Regions from separate parts of the Zea mays genome. Here region 2 is linked to region 1. Evidence: chromatin contacts called from public Hi-C data. All regions are on one chromosome and are shown on one strand. Each heading gives the region's core, a stretch centred on a gene start, on an enhancer-like site or on the middle of the called end of the contact. The rest is flanking DNA. Distances are from core to core; before and after follow the strand shown. Region 1 overlaps LOC103641951 (SPX domain-containing membrane protein OsI_17046). Region 2 holds the start of LOC103641953 (F-box protein PP2-A13).

Region 1 (7,071 bases), core at 2,050-4,549:
TGTGCAATGTTTTCTATTCACTAAACAAGACAAGCGCGTCATTTGATTGTGCAATGTTAAGTCAACCGATAGATGGGCGACAGTGTTTTAGGGGGTCCTACTTTCTAGCTGTGTGCAGATAACTCAAGTCTGGCGCTCCATCCCTTCTCTCTTTAAACTATTGGTGGATCGAGAAATTCAACTATAATCACGAAATTCCAAACCTTCTGTCGAAGAGTTAATTGATCTTAAAAACCTCAAAAGTCTAGCTTAAACATCAAAATCTGAATCCCCGAACTTCCCACTTGGGGTTCTACCTTCTGACGATGGCGAGTGGGCAGGTGTGCGGGGTCAGCGGATCTTCCCAGGTGTTTGGTTCGCTGTCTAAGTTTAATTCTTCAATTCGAACGACTAACTTTAGTTAAAGTGTGGTACAATTAACCACGAACCAAACAGGCATCAGCTGCTGGAAGCTGTGGTCCTCTCTGGAGCAGGTTTACCATATCGGTAAAAAAAATGAACCTCAACAAGAAACGTGTTTCTCAGATTTCTCGGTTTTTTCATTTTTCTCAAAAAAGGACAAAATTTAGGAAAAAATAGTTCAAATTAATTAGAAAAATGTAGATTTTTTGTAGGTAATGACCAGAAGGAGCAGATGGTACAAACCGAATTCAAAACCGACAAATTTTTTGGCTGATAAGTAAAAAATCAGGTCCCACCGATAAACAAGATTCTCGGTTTTCTCGAAAATTTTTCGCCGAGTTATTTCCCTGCACTGCAGCACGCCGGTGTGGCGCCGTCGCGCCTGCCACGGTGGTGCGCACAAAGGCGTCGTCTGATACCGGCGACACAGACGTGTGCGAGGGTAGGACCGGGGGTCCATTCCTCACGTTGAGGCACGACGACGATGAAGGGCCTGGCGCGTACGTTGGACTTGGCACTGAGAGGAGGTAGGAGGAAGATGACGACGTAACGGGAAACACTCTGGTCGGTTGTCTTGTCCCGGATCGGACGGTTGCCCCCCCCCAACCCACACACACGTGCGGGAAGAATCAATGGTGGATGGATGAGCAAATGAAGAAGCGTTTTGTCGGCGTTTCGAGACCGGGGGGTCCCTGGCCCGACGAGTGAAATGTCGCCGCGTGCCCCAGCCCAGATGGGTCGGCGCGAGGCCGAGCGCGAAGGGGGGAGAAAGGTGGCCGGAGACGGGCGTGAGAGAGGTGGAAATCCCGCGACCTTCGTGTTCGTCCCGCGCCCAGGTCGGGTGCGCTTGCAGTAGGGGGTTACAAGCGTCCACGCGGGAGAGGGAGCGAGTGGCCTTACGCGAGCGCCTGTCTCGTCCTCGTCCCCGCGCGGCCCACCCTCTCTAAGAGGACTCTGGTCCTTCCTTTTATAGGCGCAAGGAGAGGATCCAGGTGTACAATGGGGGGTGTAGCAGAGTGCTACGTGTCTAGCGGAGGAGAGCTAGCGCCCTAAGTACACGCCATCGTGGCGGCCGGAGAGGTTTTGACGCCCGGTTCGTGTGGTGTCGTGGCCGTCGGAGGAGCGCTGGAGCCTGGAGGAAGGACAGTTGTCGGAGCTGTCGAGTCCTTGCTGACGTCCTCTTGCTTCCGTAAGGGAGCTGAGAGCCGCCGTCGTTACAGGGTGTGCGGGGCGCCATCATTGCCTATCTGGCGGAGCGAGCCAGATAGGACGCCGGTCTTGTTCCCCGTGGCCTGAGTCAGCTCGGGGTAGGGTGATGAAGGCGCCTCCTGTTGACGTGGCTGGTCTGCGCCCTAGATTGGGCGATGTGGAGGCTCCACCGAGGTCGAGGTCGAGTCTGTCTTCCGTGGCCGAGGTCGAGTCCGAGCCCCTGGGTCGGGCGAGGCGGAGACCGTCAGCTGAGGCCAGGGCTGAGTCCGAGCCCTGGGGTCGGGCGGAGCGGTGTTCGTCGTCTTCCGGGGCTGAGCCCAAGTCCGAGCCCTGGGTCGGGCGGAGCGGAGTTCGCCGTCTTCCGGGACTGAGCCCAAGTCCGAGCCCTGGGTTGGGCGGAGCGGAGTTCGTCGTCTTCCGGGGCTTAGCCCGAGTCCGAGCCCTGGGTCGGGCGGAGCGGAGTTCGCCGTCTTCCGGGGCTTAGCCCGAGTCTGAGCCCCGGGTCGGGCGGAGCGGAGTTCGCCGTCTTCCGGGGCTTAGCCCGAGTCCGAGCCCTGGGTCGGGCGGAGCGGAGTTCGCCGTCTTCAGGGGCTGAGCCCGAGTCCGAGCCCTAGGTCGGGCGAAGCGGAGCTTCCTATGGCGCTTGAGGCCGGGCCTGACTGCCTGTCAGCCTCACTCTGTTAAGTGGCACTGCAGTCAGTACGGCGCAGGCGGCGCTGTCCTTCTGTCAGACCGGTCAGTGGAGCGGCGAAGTGACTGCGGTCACTTCGGCTCTGTCGACTGAAGGGCGCGCGTCAGGATAAAGGTGTCAGGCCACCTTTGCATTAAATGCTCCTGCAATTTGGTCGGTTGGCGCGGCAATTTGGTCAGGGTTGCTTCTTGGCGAAGACAGAGCCTCGGGCGAGCCGGAAGTATGTTCGTCGCTGGAGGGGGACCTCGGGCGAGGCGGAGATTCTCCGGGGTCGGCTGCCCTTGCCCGAGGCTAGGCTCGGGCGAGGCGTGATCGAGTCCCTCGAATGGACCGATCCCTGACTTAATCGCACCCATCAGGCCTTTGCAGCTTTGTGCTGATGGGGTTACCAGCTGAGAATTAGAAGTCTTGAGGGTACCCCTAATTATGGTCCCCGACACGTTTGGTTTTTAGGGATTATTATTTTATTCCATTTTTAATATCTAAATTTGCCAAATATATAGAAACCAAAGTTCTATTTTAGTTAACATATTTGATAATTTATGGACTAAAATAAAATAAAATGATGAGACTAAAAATTAGTCGCTACAATCTAAACACTCCAAAAATATCAAGATGGATTGATTGACATCAGCAATAATTGACTGGACACCGGGTCCAGGTGTAAGCTACAAGTTGATAAGCCAGCTGGCAGCAAATAAGACGAAGCAGCATCTGACTTGGCAACGAGAATTTTGGCCCCTTTGCAGCTAGAGAAGCTCGTCTGGAACACGGAAGCGCTAGGAGGCCAGAGAACTTGCACAGAACTTGTCTCTTTTGTGACGGTGTTATCTGGCTCGCAAGCTCTGTTTTGTCTCGAGCGATCGTTTTGGGTTGACGAATCAAAGAGAAAGGCAAGATGTGTTTACTTTTCTTCCCTCCTTATATTAGGACCTTTACATGTTTGTTGGGACTTGGGAGCTGAGACAAGGAAAGCTCTGTGATGGCAGGGATTATGGGAGCGAGCCATGAGATTAAGCGCTAGAAACAAAAGAAGGATAGATGCAAAAAGGCATGCATAGCAGGTAGCAGCCATGCGCAAAGCTGTAGTAGCTACTAGCTATAACTAGATCAACGAACAACCTAGGCTGCCCTCTGAACTGAACGGGCGCTGGTCCAGACAGAGGCCAGGCCAGGCCAGGACATGGCTCTCGTCTAGCGTTTCTCTGTGAATCTCGTGGTCTCGTCGCCGGCGTCTCATGTTGGATCGAATGGATGAGACGGCAAAGAGAAGAAGAGCACGCACGCAGAGAGAAACAGGGAGCTGCAGCATCCATGAACAGCCTGTTGGGTCTATGCTTCGTCGCCGAAGGTCTTATAAAGAGAAGTGATCCTCGGATGAAGCTGTTCGTACAAGATAGCCGAAGATGCCTCTTCGCAGAGCTTCGGCATTACAAACCGACTTAAAGATAGAATGACCTTTTAGTCCATAAAGGTCTGAGTCAACGTTGTAAGTTCTTATAAGGGGCATACTTGTAATTCCTCACAGGCTGCGTCCTGTGCCTATAAATAGTGAACAGTATTCCGTTACTGTTCACGCATTCTGATTTTTGCAATCGCATTTCTCGGAATACAACCTTTGTCAAGGCATAGGTATCATTGTATTTTATGATTCAATACATTAAGTGAATATTATATTATGCATCTGTGAATCATTTATCCATTCTTACCTTTTTTACTTTGCATTATTCTATAACGTTTATTGAAAGTTTATTACGAAGGTTCAACTTCGTAATAAGACGCTTATCAACCTTCGTCTAAGATCCATTATCCCAAAGGGTTTAATGCTTCACGGACGAAGGACAAAATCATTTAACATTTTATGTTGCCTTGTTCTTAATTCATAGCATTTGAGAACAAATCCCCAACATTGGCGCCCACCTCCGGTGAACTCACTTCCACTTTTTGAGCTGATGGCTTCGTTCAACAACCAAGCTGGAGTTACTTCGGACCCGAAGCTGGTGCTCCCGATCACAGGTGGCTCGTCCTCAGAGCCAGCTAACAAGAAGCAGAAGAAGGAAGCACAGAGAAGAGTACAGCATGTTGGGGTGCAAGGACCCTTCATCAAATCAAGATGGTCTCACATTCCTATTACCTTCTCTCAAGAGGACCTTCAGCTCAAAGATTACCCACACAACGATGCCATGGTTATCTCTTGTGTTATCAAAGGATTTCTGGTTCACAATGTCTTGGTCGATACAGGCAGTGCAGCTGACATCATATTTGCTAAAGCCTTCAGACAAATGCAAGAGCCAGAAGATAAGATTCATGATGCTACACATCCTCTTTGTGGCTTCGGAGGAAGACAGATTGTAGCACTGGGCAAGATCACCATGTCAGTCACCTTCGGATTCATCAACAACACTAGAACTGAGCAAGTTGTGTTTGACATTGTTGACATGGAATATCCTTACAATGCAATTATTGGTCGTGGTACTCTTAATGCCTTCGAAGCAATCCTTCATCCTGCCTATCTTTGCATGAAGATACCTTCGGATCAGGGACCCATTGCTATCCATGGAAGTCAAGAAGCTGCAAGAAGGGCCGAGGGCAATTGGACTGACTCAAAAGCAATCCATAACATAGATGGAGCTGAAGCTTGTGAACAGTACAAGTTCAGGAGGGAGAAAGCAGCTTCAGCAGACCAGCCGAAGCCTATGCTCTTATGTGAGGACATAGCAGAGCAGAAGGTGCTGTTAGGATCTCAGTTATCCGAAGAGCAAGAGAAAACCTTGATAAGGTTTTTGTTCAATAACAAGGATGTTTTTGCATGGTCAGCCAATGATCTTTGTGGAGTTAATAGAGATGTTATCGAGCACTCGCTCAATGTTGATCCATCCTTCAGACCCAGAAAGCAAAGGCTTCGGAAAATGTCAGATGATAAGGCCGAAGGTGCTCGTAACGAAGTCAAAAGACTCCTTAGTGCAGGAGTTATTAGAGAGGTGAAGTACCCAGAATGGCTGGCTAACACTGTTATGGTAAAAAAGGCCAATGGCAAGTGGCGAATGTGCATCGATTTTACAGATCTTAACAAGGCTTGTCCGAAGGATGAATTCCCTCTACCAAGGATAGACTCTTTAGTTGATGCAGCAGCTTCGTCAGAGCTCATGAGTCTGTTAGACTGCTATTCAGGCTATCACCAAATTTGGATGAAGAAGGAAGATGAGCCGAAGACTAGCTTCATTACTCCAAGTGGCACATATTGCTATCTTCGGATGCCTGAGGGGCTCAAAAACGCTGGAGGAAGTTTCAGCCGAATGACTGCGAAGGTTCTTCAATCTCAAATAGGCAAAAATGTGCTAACCTATGTTGATGACATCATTGTCAAAAGCACGAAGCAGGAAAATCATATTGCCGATTTGCAGGAGACCTTTGCCAGTTTCAGGCAAGCTGGTTTAAAGTTAAATCCAGAAAAATGTGTCTTCGGAGTGAAGAAGGGAAAATTTCTTGGATGCTTAGTTTCAACAAAGGGAATTGAAGCCAATCCAAGTAAAATTGAAGCTATACTTCGGATGGAGCCACCAACTACAAAGAAGGGGGCTCAAAGATTGACAGGAAGATTGGCATCTCTCAATAGATTCATATCTAGATCAGCAGAGAGAAATTTACCATTCTTCGAAGTGCTGAAGTCGGCCGAAGTCTTTCAATGGGGCTCAATCCAGCAGAAGGCTTTCGAAGAACTGAAACAGTATTTGATAGATCTAACAACACTGACTCCACCAATGCCAGGGGCTCCTTTATTATTATATGTGGCAGCTTCGCACTCAGCGGTAAGTGCAGCGCTTGTCCAAGAGAAGCTTGATGGTCAAGTCAGAAGGCAGGCCCCAATATATTTTGTCTCCGAAGTCCTTAGTTTATCAAAGAAAAATTATACAGAGTTGGAGAAGATACTGTATGCTGTCTTGATGGCCTCCAGGAAGCTTCGGCACTATTTCCAAGCTTACAACATAATTGTTCCTTCTTCGCAACCTCTGAAGGATATTATGAGAAACCGAGAAGCTACTGGAAGGATTGGAAAATGGGCTGCAGAGCTCAATGAATTTTGTATTGAATATGTTCATAGATCTTCGATTCAGTCACAGGCACTGGCAGACTTTATTGCTGATTGGACGCCAGGGGCTCAGGAGGAGGAAACAAATAAAGACAACGAAGCCTGGACAGTGTTTTGTGATGGATCTTGGGGAACCTTCGGAGCAGGAGCGGCTGCTGTGTTGGTTTCACCTTCCAAAGTCAAAACTTGTTATGCAGCAAAGCTTGATTTTAATTGCACAAACAACATTGCTGAGTACGAAGCATTGATTCTAGGTCTTCGAAAGTTAAAAGCAATGGGAATCAGAAGAGCCATACTTAAAACTGATTCCCAGGTTGTTTCAGGTCATGTTGACAAAAGTTGCAAGGCTAAGGATCCGAAGCTTGAAAAATATCTGGATATGGTTCGAAGAGTTGAAGCTTCCTTCGAAGGGTTTTCTGTCAAAAATATCCCTAGAGGACGAAATGAGCATGCTGATTTGCTAGCTAAGTCAGCAGCACAGGGGCTGCCTTTACCTTCGGATGTATTTTTCGAAACAATAAAAGCACCTTCGGTGGAACTTCTTGAAAGAGCAGTTCTTAATATATCTCCTGTTTTTAGCGAAGATTGGAGAACCGAGATCATCTCTTACCTTCAGGGTAAGTTTCTTTCAGATGACGAAGCTTATAACAAGAGGATAGAAGCAAGAGCTCGCCCATAT
Region 2 (7,071 bases), core at 3,252-5,751, 260 kb after region 1:
GCTGGTGGTCCGAGGTCGAGAGCCGGAACCGCGCCGGCCTGATGTCCCAGCCGTGGATGTCGTTGTCGGAGCCACCGCGGCGGCGAGCTCGGCGCGTGCGCGGCCGGCCCAGGTGGAGCCGGAAGAATAGGCTGTATGATCCGGCGGGGAAGCAGAAGTCGATCTCACCATCCACCTCTAGCCACCAGATCTGCCGAAGATAGGCAACGCTGTGAAATCTGCAATGTATAACAATGCTATCTATCATTCAGGTGTTAAAGGTGGTAACGTGGTTGTTGGGTGCTTTGCTGATGACATGCAAGAACAGTACGAGAACTATAAATGTACTCGACGGGCAAGTCATGTAAGTACAGTAAACCAAATCACATCAGAACCAATAATATGCCTCAGTAGACGTCAGACTGAAGATATATAATAGTCTTTCCGATGACACTGACGTGCAGGGCCGGCCTTAGGCCCATGCAACAGATGCGACCGCCGGAGGCCCAGAATGGAGAGGGGCCCAATATATAATAGATAGTAGATATAAGGCCCCGCCGTCTATGACTCAATCACCAATTTACCAAATATCTGACCTTGCACGCCGCAGCCAGCAGCGATCTCTGAATCTCTAATCGTCGGACGCCAACCGCAGGCCGTAGCCGCGATCCACCAGACGCCCAGACCACCACCGCGATCCGCCAGACAGCCACGGCCAGAGTCCCATCCATTGCCCATCGGCCAGCACCAGCAGGCCAGCCGACCAGGCCCATGCGTGGAGGCGGGCAGGCGGCCACACCCAAGCCAGGTGGATACGTGAGAGCAGTCCCATCCATTCACTAATTTGGTCGATGGTGAATACGTGAATCGGAGAATGGTGAATTAGTGATTTAAATATTTGATTGGTGAATTACCTATTACTGCTAGCGTCTTACATATTTGGTGAATTAGAATATTAGAATTACCTGCTAGCGTCTAAGTCTCTTAGATATTTTTAAAATTAGTTTCAGTGTTGTGTTGTGCACATGATCATATTATTCGCATTCCATATTATACATGATACATAATTACATATTCTTTAAAAAATAATTACATATTATACATGAGAAGCAATTGTGTCATAGAGTTCTATTCTTCATTAAGGTAATCATAGTAGATCCAAGCTATAAATATATTGTTATTTTGATCGGCTTTATTTCTTAATAATTATTTGACATGTTACATTAAATATATTAATGTTTTTGTTTTTATTTTGTATGTAAAGTTAGAACATATATATATTTATATGTATCATAGAATTGTTTATATAGTTTAGAGGGCCCTTCTGGAGCCCTCAAAATCATAGGACCGGGGCTGCTGACGTGACTTTCGTTGTTTGCACCATGCTGATTTGCTTCAGGATTTTGTACATGTACAATAGCACGAAAGATAACATAGCACCATGAATGCTCAGTAACATAGCACAAAGCCTTAAAAAATAAATATCGGTCACTAAAAGAACTTCATTGGCTTGCTAATTTGTCAATTGGCGCTGACAATCTGGATAATTAAGTTGTCCGGCGTTGAGGACGTCTAAATGCACCCTACTGGGAAAATAAAACCATAGACCTTTGTTGGGTAGGTATGTGAAAGAAACACATATGTACCAGGAAAAGAGATGTTCAACCAATTCATTAACGAAAGAAACACATTAAATGTTCACCGGAAAAGAATAATGAGTATGACTGTTAAGAATAACGAGTATAGATCGTGTAAAAGTTCATCGCTTCCATTTTTCTCACGACGACGCTGACAGTGACAGGTTCATGGAATGCGATCTTAGGCCTCGTTTCAATCTCACGGGATAAACTTTAGCTTCATGCTAAACTTTAGCTATATGAATTGAAGTGCTAAAGTTTAGCTTCAATTACCATCATTAGCTCTCCTGTTTAGATTACAAATGGCTAAAAGTAGCTAAAAAAAGCTGCTAAAGTTTATCTCGCGAGATTGGAACAGTGCCTTAACCTCCTAATGAGTACATTTAGGCCCTGTTCCAATTTTGCGAGATAAACTTTAGCAGCTATTTTTTAGCTACTTTTAGCCATTTATAATCTAAACATGAGAGCTAATGGTGGTAATTGAAACTAAACTTTAGCACTTTAATTCATATAGCTAAAGTTTAGCAGGAAGCTAAAGTTTATCCCGTGAGATTGAAACGGGGCCTTACTATGGGGGGAAAATGAAAACAAAAGCAAAGTACCTTGATTCCTCTGTGGACAGGTCGCTCCAATACCTCCGATCATTTCTTCCTGTGATCGACATAGCCTTTGAGGAGATGGACATGCAGAAACCTCCCTTCTTCTCGATCCAGAACTCCTACTCGAATAACTGCTTTTAGTTAGACCATCTCGCACCAAAATCATGGGGCATCTATCAAAAGCAAAAGCATCAAGCTATCTCCAGCACAGCAGCTTACTTTATTTCTATATATTTAACCTTTATTTTACGAACATTAAAGTGCAAAATAGTGTTTTTATCACAATATAATTGCAAACGACTAAATAAAAGAAAAAGAGAGAGATTACTTTGGTACCGCCGTCGAACGGGGTGGGCCGGCAGAGGCGCGCGTATAGCTCCTTCTTGATCGCCACAGTGGAACAGCTGCCTTCGGCCGCCACGCCGTCGCAGCCGCAGCTGCAGTCGTCGTCGTCTGCCGCGGCCGCGAGCGCGGCGAGGTACCTGTGGTTGGCGGGCAGCTTGGCGGCCCAAATGCAGTCGGCGGAGGCCGCGCCCCGGAACGCCCGGTTGAGGCAGGCCACCTGGCAGATCTCGGCCGGGTCGAGGTAGAGCAGCACCGCCGCGACGCAGCTCTCCGGCATGTCGCCCAGCGACGTGTGCCGCGGCCCCCACCCCCGGCCGCACCCCTCCGCCGCCCCCACGCTCGACGCGCCCACCCCCATCGGAACTGCAAGATTTCGACGCGCGCAATGCGAGAGGAGCTGTGTAGGATGGATGCCTTTCTTCTCTATGCGGTTAGCGACAGTTTGATAACCGTCGGTCGGCCGCTTCTTCTTCAATTCAACCTACTTGCTCCCCAAGGAGCAAGGGGCAAGCGCAAGAGACCAAGACCATGCATGGGCTGCTCTCCCGTTGCCACGCGTGTGGGTGGAGAACAAGAGGAAGGCGACTCAAGAGAAAGAGAGGCGGAGGTGTGGAGGTGAGACTTGGAAAAAAAGGGTCTTTGTGGGACGGGAGTTGCGAGTTGCGACGGAGGAGAGAAGTATGCTGTATGCGCCGGATGCCTTGCTGACTCTGACCTGGTGGTGGCCGTATAAAAATAGCGCGCTTTTTAGGTAGATCAGATGGGTTCTGCCTCTCTGGACAAGGAAACTGGCTCAAGTGGATATTGTCGCTGTGGGAGATCATGGCCATGTCGTCCGCTGTTTTGGCTAAAGATCATCAGTAGCAGCGAGGTGCGTGGCGATGGAGGGAGTTGGGGGACAATCAGTTCGGCGTCGCCTGGATTTGCTGTCATTGTGGCTCTGGTATCTGTATCTCGGCTACATGAAGTGCTTCGTATGTACAGTAGTGCCCGTAGTGCGGTGGCAAGTAGCCAAGTACCATGGATAATCCTTAAAAATATCATGGATAATCCTTACAACCACAGATGGGCATGCCACAACACTGTAATTCGATTCGATAGCAGTGAAAATTCCTGGCAGGCAGGGCCAGACCGAAAGCAACAGCGTATCAGAAGCAGGTGTCCACGCCGGTCGGCATGTCTGCCAGGATCAACAACTCATCGGCTGCACTTTCCTTCCACAGCAAATCTAGCTGCCCTTTTGCAACCAGAAGGGCCCAAACCAAACCAATCAAGATCTCGTCACGGAAAAGAAGAGCTAGCACGAAAGCGAGACGCCTCTGATTGCACGGGGTAGATTCTAAAACTTCACTGGCCGCGTCGTTGTCGACACACAGAGAGGAGATGTCGCGCGCGTTTCGCATCAATCATCTGCAGGGCTGCAGACTAGCGACGAGGCCCGCCAGGGGTTCTGATGCCAACGCCACCAGCTAGCTAGCGCCGAGGCCTGGAACGATCGGTTCCGGACAGCGAGACGCTTGTGCTCGTTCAGGGTGGCCAGCAAGGGCCGGGCAGGTGGCGCTCTGGAAGGGGAGAATGCAGGCAGGTCCGCCGCAAGTGGCTTGTTCTTCTTCTCCGCTGGATGGATCACGACGGCACGGGGTCGCTAATCGGCATCGTTTGCCATGGGGAACTGATAGGTGATAAGGCTGGAGCAGCGTACACGCGTGACGCGTGCGTGCGGCCGGCCGCATGCGTCCGTCGACCGGCTGCCATACGAATGCTTGGTGCCAACTTCTCTTCGAATTGAGTTCTCTTACCTTTCGGATAAGTCTCGGCCCATTTTTTTTCGTGTGCAATTGAGTTCTTGTTTAATTTGGCACATGGCCATGTTTATTAGTATGTCTTGCCATGCATGTGAATATAAGCATTTTTGGGGCAGCTAATTCTAGCTTATGCTTGTAAAGGAATGCAAGGGCGAGAGTTTGCTTAGGCGCGAAATGGTACGTAGCGTAATAGTTAAGGCTTTCGAGTAACATCTTTAGATCCTGAGTTCAATTCTACCTTAGGGTGATTTTTTGGCTTGACTAAAAAAATCCCCTTCATTGTATCTTGCCTGTTCACGAGTTACGTCATGCGCACTATCCTTCGATCGTTGCAGATTCGACTGTTGCAGATTGGACGGTGACGACCAGCTAGCGATAAGGGTTCAGAGGTTATCGTCCAAAAACATACTTCACTCATCGGCCGAGTGTTTGATTAGGCAGAGAATTAGAGCGAGTGTTTGTTTAGGTAGAGAATTAGAGAAAGGCATCTCTCTTCCTTCCCCTCTCCCACACTCCACGTTTGGCATCGCCAAGACAATACCTCAGGCCCCATATGCTGGTCTAATCATGCGTGACCACGCAGCTTAGGCCAGTGGACGTGGATCCATGTCAGCACCGAGGGACCCAGTCCCCTGTGGGCCTGTCTGTGGCAGCTCTATCCACTTCCCCGTGATGGCTTTATTTTACACTCCCACCGCACGACCACTCAATTTGACTTTGGTTGTAGCCTTGGAGGTGCTGGTCAGTTGCATAGTCATGGCTAATTCTATTTTCGGCTTTAAACTAATGGAATGATTTTCCTCACCACCTGTCTAAGACCCTATTTGTTTTGACTCGAGATTATATAATTCATATTAAATAAGTTAAGAGACAAACAAACAACACATATTATTAGTTGGACTATATAATATAGATACCTAGACTACGATAAGCCATAAATATGTCACTATATAATTATATAATCTACAAGCCAGATTATATAATCTCGGAATAAAACGAACGGGGCCTAATCCTCTTAAACAGAATATATAAGCGGTAACAAAATTCGAGGAATGAAAAGTCATAAAAAAATATCCGATGTGATCAATGTATTTTGATTAAAAGACAACAAACATAAGTAGAGATATAAAGATCATGCCTCAGACCACGAACTGGTTGGCCCTAGGCCTATATCCGCCACCTGATTAGGAGAGAGTGTTGCGAAACATGTGGCTATTTAAATAGACACATCTTCAAAATCTCTCTCTCTCTCAAAAGATATCTCTTTACAAGTGATGATTGTATCGAAATTAATAGGCATTATAGCAACTATCTTAGACAGTTGATATGATACGGTCACCAAAGAGACATGTTATTTGGAACAGAGGATGAGAATGATGTACTTTGGAACGGAGGATGAGAATGGTTGTCTTGTTATTTTGTACTCTCTCCGTTCTTTTCTATTTGTCGTGTTTTAGTTAAAATTGAACTAGCGGACCACAAATATTCGAAAATAGACCCAGACACGCTTTTACCACGCAACTTCGCTTTAACAATTTCCTTATTGCGAGACAGCAAAAAAGAATTGCAAGAGCGGTTGCTGCCTTGCTGCAACAAAACCAATCACTGTTTTGTTGAGAAACTGCTGCAGCAATCACTTGAGCGGGTCTTGCGTATTCAGCCCAGGTGCATCATCCGTGCATCTCGGTTCGCAGGCCATGCATTGCGGGGCAGCCCATACCGCAATCCGAGCGTACGCAAGTAATAGCCTGCAGAGCCGGCCCAGCACGGGCCCAACTATGTTGCATTGCTTTTGTCTGAATGACTGAATGTACGTTTCTTTTACCAGCTAGGTTTTTTTTAACGCCAGAAGTCCGTATGCGGTCGGAAATAGCCAGTAGGACGGAAATAGCCTCTTCGGGGATTTGTTCTTTGCGGGGCCCCGAAGCTACGTACAAGTACAAGCTCCGTTCCGTCGTAAGCGGGGAAGAATAATTGCTCCGCTTTTCGCCGCCACCTGTTGGTCCGTCCGCTAGACTTGCAGACTGGAACTGGACTGGAGGTGCATATAAACATCTGATTCTGAAGAAGCGTATTTGGACGGCCATGCTGCATCTGCTAGTCTGCTCCCTCGTTGTTTGTAATAGTCTGGAATCTGACACACAGACAGTTGACGGGTCAAGCATAAATAAGATATTCATAGAAGGTATTAGTACCATATTACCATCCAGCGCAGAAATTTCTAAAAAAAAAAACACGCACACACACACACAATTATGTCAACAGTGGAATACAGCTCAGAATGCAGTGCGGTAAGTTTAGAGGAACCAGTTGGTACGAGCATGATACTGAAACTTCCTGTGCACATATCACACAGCAAGTATCTGCTAACATATGCATAACTCTAGCTCATAGGTACATGGTAATTAAACTGCATAGGGCGGAAGCAGCCGTCGATGGCCCCTGTTTGTTTGGGTTTTTTCCAGCTTCTGGTCACCAAAAGCTGCTGCAGATCGCCAAACGCCCCAGCTTTTCAGCCAGCTTCTATAAGAATCGCTTTGGTAAAAACCGTCAAAAATCAACATAAACACAAAATCGGTCGAATCGTCATGATAGTAGGAATCTGTTGCTTTCTAGATCCTGAATCCTTTAGACCACTTCATCTTGCTCCGCACGTAATCCACATAATACTCAAATTCTTCTCACAGTCAGATTCTCTACACAGCC

What was found. Hi-C and Micro-C count contacts between places; a contact is called where the count stands out from the background.
Region 2: a contact with region 1 is called in a Hi-C map of leaf, with 6 times the contacts expected there. The contact joins the promoter of LOC103641953 here to the enhancer-like site in region 1. A contact is called at or near these places in 4 of 25 Hi-C or Micro-C datasets (ear, leaf and tassel).

Annotation. Positions count from the first base shown.
Region 1 is chr10:139,086,627-139,093,697 of Zm-B73-REFERENCE-NAM-5.0, forward strand. All of the region lies in intron 2 of LOC103641951 (SPX domain-containing membrane protein OsI_17046), which reads right to left. Among protein-coding and RNA genes, the nearest start is that of LOC103641951, 10 kb to the right of the region's middle. Within about 2 kb of position 3,300, at least 16 of the 20 cell types and tissues checked have an H3K27ac peak or open chromatin away from gene starts, as enhancers often do. A contact at or near this core is called in ear and leaf, where this site is marked.
Region 2 is chr10:139,346,215-139,353,285 of Zm-B73-REFERENCE-NAM-5.0, forward strand. It overlaps LOC103641953 (F-box protein PP2-A13), which reads right to left and starts at 4,502. Exons shown (of 3, transcript XM_008665252.4): 1 at 2,544-4,502; 2 at 2,219-2,334; 3 at 1-218. The coding sequence starts at 2,918.